Regions from separate parts of the Sus scrofa genome. Here region 2 is linked to region 1. Evidence: chromatin contacts called from public promoter capture Hi-C data. All regions are on one chromosome and are shown on one strand. Each heading gives the region's core, a stretch centred on a gene start, on an enhancer-like site or on the middle of the called end of the contact. The rest is flanking DNA. Distances are from core to core; before and after follow the strand shown.

What was found. Promoter capture Hi-C pulls out the DNA fragments that hold promoters and counts their contacts.
Region 2: a contact with region 1 is called in a promoter capture Hi-C map of fetal liver, with 2.9 times the contacts expected there. The contact joins the promoter of DALRD3 here to the promoter of IP6K2 in region 1. A contact is called at or near these places in 1 of 5 promoter capture datasets (fetal liver) and 1 of 2 datasets of contacts at active chromatin or transcription factors (alveolar macrophages).

The regions. Positions count from the first base shown.
Region 1 is chr13:31,405,676-31,409,696 of Sscrofa11.1, reverse strand. IP6K2 (inositol hexakisphosphate kinase 2) reads left to right here and starts at 2,708. Exons shown (of 6, transcript XM_021070643.1): 1 at 2,708-2,851.
Region 2 is chr13:31,653,981-31,657,828 of Sscrofa11.1, reverse strand. DALRD3 (DALR anticodon-binding domain-containing protein 3) reads left to right here and starts at 1,523. Exons shown (of 14, transcript XM_021070653.1): 1 at 1,523-1,727; 2 at 2,440-2,513. The coding sequence starts at 2,459. NDUFAF3 (NADH:ubiquinone oxidoreductase complex assembly factor 3) reads right to left here and starts at 888. Exons shown (of 5, transcript NM_001243606.1): 1 at 783-888; 2 at 503-695; 3 at 269-335; 4 at 74-174. The coding sequence starts at 859. It overlaps MIR425 (microRNA 425), which reads left to right and starts at 2,756; the gene lies at 2,756-2,835. MIR191 (microRNA 191) reads left to right here and starts at 2,266; the gene lies at 2,266-2,345.

The DNA.
Region 1 (4,021 bases), core at 1,459-3,958:
AGTTTGAGACCAGCTGACCCTTCTTCCTTAGCAGGTAACTTGCCTTATCCATCCAGGAGCTTCTACAATGTTCTCTTTCTCCTTGGAGTTTAAGAATTTTTCTATAGTCTTTTCTTTCCATACTGCTTGGGAATGTGGTCAATACCTCCCATATGGAAACATAGATTTTTCTTCATGTCAGGGAAGTTTTCTTCTATAAATTGTTTCATTGGTGTCTCTATTTCATCCATCCCTTTAACTCCTTGTGGAATTCCTGTTATTTGCACATCAGGATTCCTGGATTTAGCCTTCAGATCTCTGGTCTGTTCCCTTATCCCTGTGCATCTTCTCACTGAGCTCAGAGCTATTTCTTCCATTAGACCCAAGCGCATTCTTCATAGTCTTCCAACTTGTTATTTCTTCATGGCCTTTGCACTTGCTATGCTTTCTGCTAGGACTGGCTTCTCTTAGATCTTTCCCTCCTTGGCCATAGCTTTGGACTGATCTTAGCTCAGATATCCCCTTTTCAGATCCACCTATCCTGCTGCCTTGGACGTAAACACCATATTCTGTACAACAGTTTGGTTCCTTTTGTCTACTGTGTTTATACTGCCCATAATAAGTTATTTGCTCCTTTATAGTCTGTTGTATCCATCCTTCAACCACTCCACCATAACACTTCCCACTGGTGGGTAGGGACTCCATAAATCATTTGAGTTCTTCCTGTGTCCATTCTTGCCATGTACCTAGGGTTTGGCCCAGGTCAGCCTTTGCTAAGCACTTATGGAGGGAATAGAAGAGCGAATTAAGGCTGGAGCTGCTCCAGGGAGACCCTGCCCTGTTCAGGCTCCACCCCACACATAGGAATACTAGAATGGGAGATAGGGTGGGCAGAAGAAGTTGGGGCAGTACGCATTTGTGAGGGCCTGAATGACTGGTGCCTGTTGGGCTTTTATTCTATAACTACAGCAGCCACTGCAGGTCCTGAAGACACAGACAGAGAACAGGAACAGGTAAAATCCCAGTGGGTGTCAGCGGGGCCTTCTGAACATAACCAGGCTAGCCTCAATCTTGGGCCCTCTCATCCTGTTCCAACCTTCCACTGAGCCATTTTATTTTTTTTTCCATAGCATTTATCACTTGGCATCAAGTATTTGTGCAGCTTAGTAAAGGGCTTGCGGTACTCAGGAGACATCCATGAGCAAAACAGAGAGATTTCCACCTGAGCTGTGCAGAGTATGACATGTGGGAAGCTCTAGGAGGCTGGTAGGGCGGGGTGTGTGTGCTGGAGGCAAACAAAGGGGGTGCAAGGGCAGCAGCAAGAGACCAGGACGTGGATGTGATATTGTCCTGGGGAGAGATGGTGGGGACTTGAACTAGATGGAAGAAGCCATCAACCTGGCAGGAAATGGTCTCATTCTGGATAGATGATGCAATGGAAGCAACTGAAGCACTGAATGTAAGTGGGAAAGAAAGTCAAGAGGTATTTTAAGGTGTTTGGCCTGAATAGTAGGAAGGACTGAGCTGCCATCGCTTGAGCTGGGGGAGGTGGGATGGAGTGAGTTTGGGGGATGAGCCAGAGCTAGGGTGGCACAAGTTGAGTTTGAGATGCCAAGTGGAAGTCAGAGTGCAGGTGCCTAGTCAACTCAACAGTTGGACATTGAGTCTGGCACTCAGGAAAGGTCTGATTGGACATATACCTTTGGGAGTAATTGACATATAGATGAAATTTGAAGCCATGAACCTGGGAAAGACTATGAGAAATAGTGTAGACAGAGAAAAGTTAAAGAGGAGGAACCAGTGAGGTCAGAGGAAACCAGAAGGACATGGAGCCCTGGATGCCACACAGGGATGGTGCTTCCAAAACAAGGGAGATCAGCTGGTCACAGAAATCTTTCCCGTCTATCCTCATAAGGGCAAAACTATTTGTTTTTTGGTTTTGGTTTTGTTTTTCCTGCTTTTGTTCCCTGCTATCTTTCTAGCATGGAGCGCAGGTGCTTCATAAATACTTGTTGAATGAATGAGTATATTTCGGCAAACCCCCAGCACACAGAGAACAGGTAGGATGCTCTAACCACTCTCAGTAGCATCTCCGCTTTCTCTTTCCTTTGGCAGCCACATTAACATTCACTCTGGGAGCCCTCCTGGCCAACATAGGGCCGAGGACAAAGGAACTCCAGACAAGCCCTGCAGTGTGGATCTTGGTAGGACCTGGATTGGGCACTGGGTAACCCACCAGTCCACAAAGGGTTGTACAGCCATTCCTCTGTCCACCTCTCTATATCTAGTCATTTGTCCATCCATCTACACCTAGTCATCTGTCTACCTGTGCATATAACCGCCAATGTATCCACCGTCTACAGTCACTCTTTTGTCCGTCTTCCTGTCCATCCACATCCAGTCCTTTATCCATCTATTTGCTAGGGTGACCAACTTTCCAGTTGATGCAGACTCTCTCAATGTTAGCGTTGAAATTCCTGCATCCCAGAAAGTCCCTCGTACCCAGGAAAAACGGTACAAGTGGCTGATCCATCAGTACCCCTAGCATCCTGCATTGCACTGATCAACTGGAAACCCATTTGTCCACCCAACCTGACCTCCTTGACCACCTTCTCCCTCAGAGGCAGAAAAGGCTCCACCCCCTGACCCCGCCCATGCCCCGCCCCTTCCGGAAGCCACTGCAACGAATCCTGGCGCCCTAGCAACAGCGCTTTTTGGGCCGCCCAGTCCGCGAGCTGGGCTCTTGGTGCGAGCCAATAGTGAGGGGCTCCGGGAGTGAGGCCCGGGGGGCGGGGCTCGGCGCGACGGCAGCCATCTTGGTGGGAGAGAAACAATAGGACGGAAGCGTCGCTGGACCGGGCTGAGGCGGCAGGTAACGTCCGCTTTGCCGGGCCTGTGGCTCTGCCGCCCCGGGGGTTTTGGAGGGGGTTTTCTCTGGGCCGTTGGGAAGCGAGGTCGTTGGTCGTTAGGGGTGTCCTCGGCTTATTTGAGAGGGGTTCTTACATGATTTGGGGGGGCGAGAGATCTCAGGGTCCTTTTGGGACCAGATTTCCCTGGGTCATTTGAGTGAGGCATTATTTCTTCACGTTACTGGAGAGAGAATATCTCCCCTGGTTTTGAAGGGCAGACTCATCCCTGGTCATTGGGGGGTCTCCCAGATATTTGGGAGGTGCAGGATCTCTCCCGGTCATTGAAGTCTGCAGCCTTTGCTGGAGGGCAAGATCTGGATCATTACAGTGCCTCCCCAGGACTTTGGTGTCCACGACTCCCGGGTTATTGAGGGGAGCCTCCTTGAGTCTTTGGCATAGAATTCAGCTCAGTACCTCAGGTACGGTTACCTGCAGCCGGCAGAAGTGCAGCCATTTTGGGTATTGAATGCCAGTTCGATTTGTCAGTGGGTGTCTCGTGGGGAAATCTGCACACCTAACCTTCTTATCCCCCAAAGTCCTAAAATGGATCCGAGGACGTCGTCTTTATAGAGATAAGCTTCGCTATGGGTGGAGCTTTCATTTCTTTCACATTGGATTACAGACTGCTTTTTATCTTGCATCCCAATGATTTGTTTCATTTTGGGCTTTTATTCAGTTTCATGTATTAGAGCTAAATTGCAGGAAAATTAGTCCAAATGTTGTGGAAGGAAAATGTAGAAACCAGTAAAATCTAGTGCTCTTAAATACCAGAGGAAATAGAACTAAACACTGCTTGGAATAAAACATTTTGGTAGCAAAATGTGCACGGAGCAAGAATAAGATAAAATCATCTGAAAGAATAGTTTTAAGGAAAAGTACTAAAACTTTTGAAGTATTTGCATTTTTAGCAGGGTAACGTTTTAAGTGAACTAAGATGCTTATTTACAAAGGTCGCTGCAGTGGAGTTTGTGTAATTGCATTCTGCAACCAGGTGTTAAGTATTTAAAGAGAAGTTTCAGGGTGGGGTTATTATTGTTTTAACTTTAACCACCACCAGAATTAAAACTGAGCAAAATAAGTACTTTTATCGGATTGACATAATAGGCCAGTTGATTGCTTAGTAACTTTTTCTG
Region 2 (3,848 bases), core at 274-2,773, 250 kb before region 1:
AAGCCAGCATCAGCTGGGCTAGGGCCAAGGCCAGGCCTGGGCTCGCCTCAGCATTCCCGAGTACCAGACATACTGTGTCCTGCACTTCCACAGCGATGCCCCGCTGCCTCATGGCTCGCAGCACCTGGGGCTGCAGCCGCTCAGTCCGGTCTCCAGTGCCCACCACAACAATCTCTAGGGAAAGATGAGCATAGCAAGGCTGCAACGAGGTCTATCGAGAGGGTGGGTTTCCGGGGCTCATCACCTCAGCCTTCCCTTCCTCCAGTACCTATTCGGGGCTCCAGCATCCAAAAGAGAGAGAAGCTTCCTTCGGTGATGTCCTGGTGGGAACCTACCTGTGTGGGAAGGAGACAAGTTAATTACAAGTCTATGGAGGTTTCCCCACCGACCCTCTACCTGCTCCAAAGCGGGGCAAAAGAAAAGCCAAGTTTGCCAAGGACGGAGTCAGGAAGGCAGGCCTGACTCTGGTCCTCGGGTTTCCTTATTGCAGGGAAGGGCTCACGTTCCACTGCACCACCGAGTGCGGAAGCAGCGCGCAGGGCCCAAGCACGCGATTTCCATTGACCACGAAGCCGCGGCTGCTGTAGCTGTCGATGTACATCGCCTGCGGGGACTCGCGCTGCAGCAGAGATATTCGCGTCCGCTGATACAGCTCATCATCCGTCGGCGTGAGCCGATGCCCACGCCCTGGGGCCCTGCGGAGGGGTATGGTCGGGGTCTAAGGGGCTGGGAGTCGCTGGCTGTGGGGGGCAGGTGGTCAGGGACGGTGGGTCCGGCCTCACCAGGACAGCTGCGCGAGCGGCCAGCGAAGGATGTGTCGCGCTCGATACAAGCTCCGAAGCACGAACACCGCTGCCATGGCGGATCAGCGCACAGGGAGACCGGCGCAGGGTCAGCGGGGTCGTGGCGTCACCCAGCCCGGAGCAACGACAGCGCCCCCAGCGTCGCGGAGGGCACCGCGCAGCTCTGCCGGCCCCGGGCTGGAGACGGGAGGGAGCCGACCAGGGGCTTAGGTCCCAGCAGGGCGGGTCTCCCGGTGCGGCTCCAGTGTCTGCAGCTGCCGTCCGCCCCGCCCCAGGCCCCCGCAGGCCGTTCTGGGGGAGCCGGACACCTGGTGGCGTGACAGGCCTCAGCACAGTCTGAGCCCCAGCCGCGGCCGGGCCCCCGGCTCTTAGCCATTAAGCCGGGCTCTTGGGACCCGGGGAGGGGCGGCCTAGCACCTGTTCGAGTCCCGCACACCTGGCCAGGGCGTGGTGCCAGCCTCCAAATTTCTAATCCCGGCTTCGCGGAGTCGGATTCCGAGGGCGGTGCGGGCAGCTCAGGTTTCCCCCTCTCGCCCTCCGAGTTCAGCCCCTCCCAACCGTTCACCCGCGCGACCGTTGGCAACGCCGCGGCGTTTCACACCAGGCGTCGTTGCGCTTGGATTGGCTTCTCTGGAGGGCGAGGGGGCGTGGCTGAGTGGTTTCGCCTTAAAATGGCTCCAACTCTGCGGCTAGAACAAGCGGAAGAGGACGCGACGTCAGGCTGGTCGTTGCTGCTCCTGGGTCGGACCGGGCCGAAACGGACCAGACATTGAACTATACAGCGGCCGGAGTATCGCCCTATTCTTGTTCACCTCGCTCTGCGTCCAGAGAATCCCTCCCCCGCGTCTTGAGCCGAATCAGAAGGCCTACTGGTGCCAGAGTCGCTGGCGCCCGCGCAGGTTCCGACATCTCGGCGCGCCTACTGTATGGTGGCCTCCGGGGAAACATTGCTGCGTCTGCCGCCCGCGGGGCCAGGCTGGCGGGGGGGTTTCGAACAACCGAGGACGTTCTCAGTAGATCTCCGGGGGTCCCGTCGCTGCCTTGAGGGCTCATTGGGCTTCTCGCACTCCCGACACTGGCAGCGTCACCAGACAAAGGGCCCGGGTGCGGGGGTGTCCCAGGGGAGGGTTTACTTCCTCTCCGAGGCCCCACGGGCGCGCTTCCCTCTTGGCTGATCCTGAAGCCCGCCCCGCCACCGCCAGTGTAGTGGCCCTGACTGCATGGGACCAACAGGATTAATCCTACCCCGTGGATCTAATCCAGATTGGGACCCAGTCCCGGGGGGGGGGGTCCCCACCACACCTATTGTTTTGGGGCCCAGGTGAGCGAGCGGCTCGTTCCTACCGCACTTGATTTCACCACCTTCTCTTGGCTCCCTCTCCTGGGACTGGGAATGTAGGAAGTTTGATCTGGCACCAAGGCAAGAGATTACCCCTCTCAACCTCCCACTCCCCACGGCTGGACAGCGGGCAACGGAATCCCAAAAGCAGCTGTTGTCTCCAGAGCATTCCAGCTGCACTTGGATTTCGTTCCCTGCTCTCTTGCCTGAGCAGCGTTCTGGCCCAGATTCGGTGGGCTAGCCCCTGATCCCCAGACATACTTTATCGGGCCACTCTGATTTCTGTCCCTCTCTCAGGTGCGCCCTCAGGCTGGAAATGACAGGCGTAGACGTCGGGGAGCCCAGGCTGTGGCCATCTCTTGGATCCCAAGGTAGCACTGGCAAGGGAGGGAGGACACAGGGACTTCTGATTGGGCTGCAATGGTGGTCTGCAATGGTGGTGAGTCCCCCAGGGCCACCCCAGCCCACAGCTGACTAAAGATAGCCCTTCACTTCCTGGGGTAAAGCCACTGTAAGTGTCCTCATGCACCAAGAGTAGCTGAAGACCCCAGCTCAGCCTCTGGCCCCCAATCCTATTAGCAGCTGACCCTAGGTTGTGCACCTGCGGCATGGAAAGTGCTTTGGAATGACACGATCACTCCCGTTGAGTGGGCACCCAAGTAGCCATCGGGAATGTCGTGTCCGCCCAGTGCTCTTTCGGAGCCTCCCTGCAGGGCCTTGCAACCCTGGCCCAGAAAGGGACCTTGCCAAGCTTTTCCTGCTCCTAGAATCCTCTCTCTTCTGAGTTCTGGGCACTCTCACTTCTCCAGGGCAGAGATTATGGATGTTCTGCTGCATCAAGTTCAATCCCTAGTAAAAAAAAAAGAGAGAAAGAGGGGGATTTCCCTGGTGGCCCAGTGATTAAGGATTTGGTGTCATTACTGCTGTGGTTGGGGTTTAGTCCCTGGCCTGGGAATTTCCACATGCCAAGGTTGCAGCTACAAAAAGGAGAGAGAAAAGGGGGTTTAAGTTACTAGAAATGGAGACATTCTGGAGCCTTCCTGGGACAGAGGAAAGAGGTTTATCACTGGTAGAGGGACAAGAGCTGTTCTTAAGCTGGGACTTCTTATGGTCACATTGTTTAGTTGAGCCACAAAGGCTGGTTGCCTTAACCAGGAAGTGGGAGGATCCCTGTTAAAGTATACTAGGTTAAAGGAGAAACTTGAAAAGCTGGCAGTTCTGGAAGCCATCATGGTGGTTCTAATTCCTCAAAATTCAAGGGGAGAAAACCAGCAGTTCTAGCGGACTGGGATTTACTGGGAATAAAGACAACTCACATCTCAAAAGGAATGCTTGCAAATAACCTTAAGTTGCAGAACATAAATTCTCTTAAAAATGAGGATTTTTTCCCAGTAGGTCATAATGTTAGCTGCCCTATTTCAGTGACAGTTCACTTGGAACTTCTGCATTTTGATCATGTGCAAATGGGGGAAATAAAACGTTATCACAAATACATAAATACAAGACTTAGATGAAGACAGAGATCTCTATCTGAGCCCCCACTGGGTCGCGTGGATTCTTTACTTGGTTGCTAAGTCAAGCGACAGCTAGAGAACTGTAGGCCCGGAGCGGACGAGAGATTTCGGACCCGGGGGCCGACCACGCGGTGCGAGTGCCAGTGCTGGGGCCGTAGGACCAACGCGGTCGCCAGAATTTCCTCAGGCGCA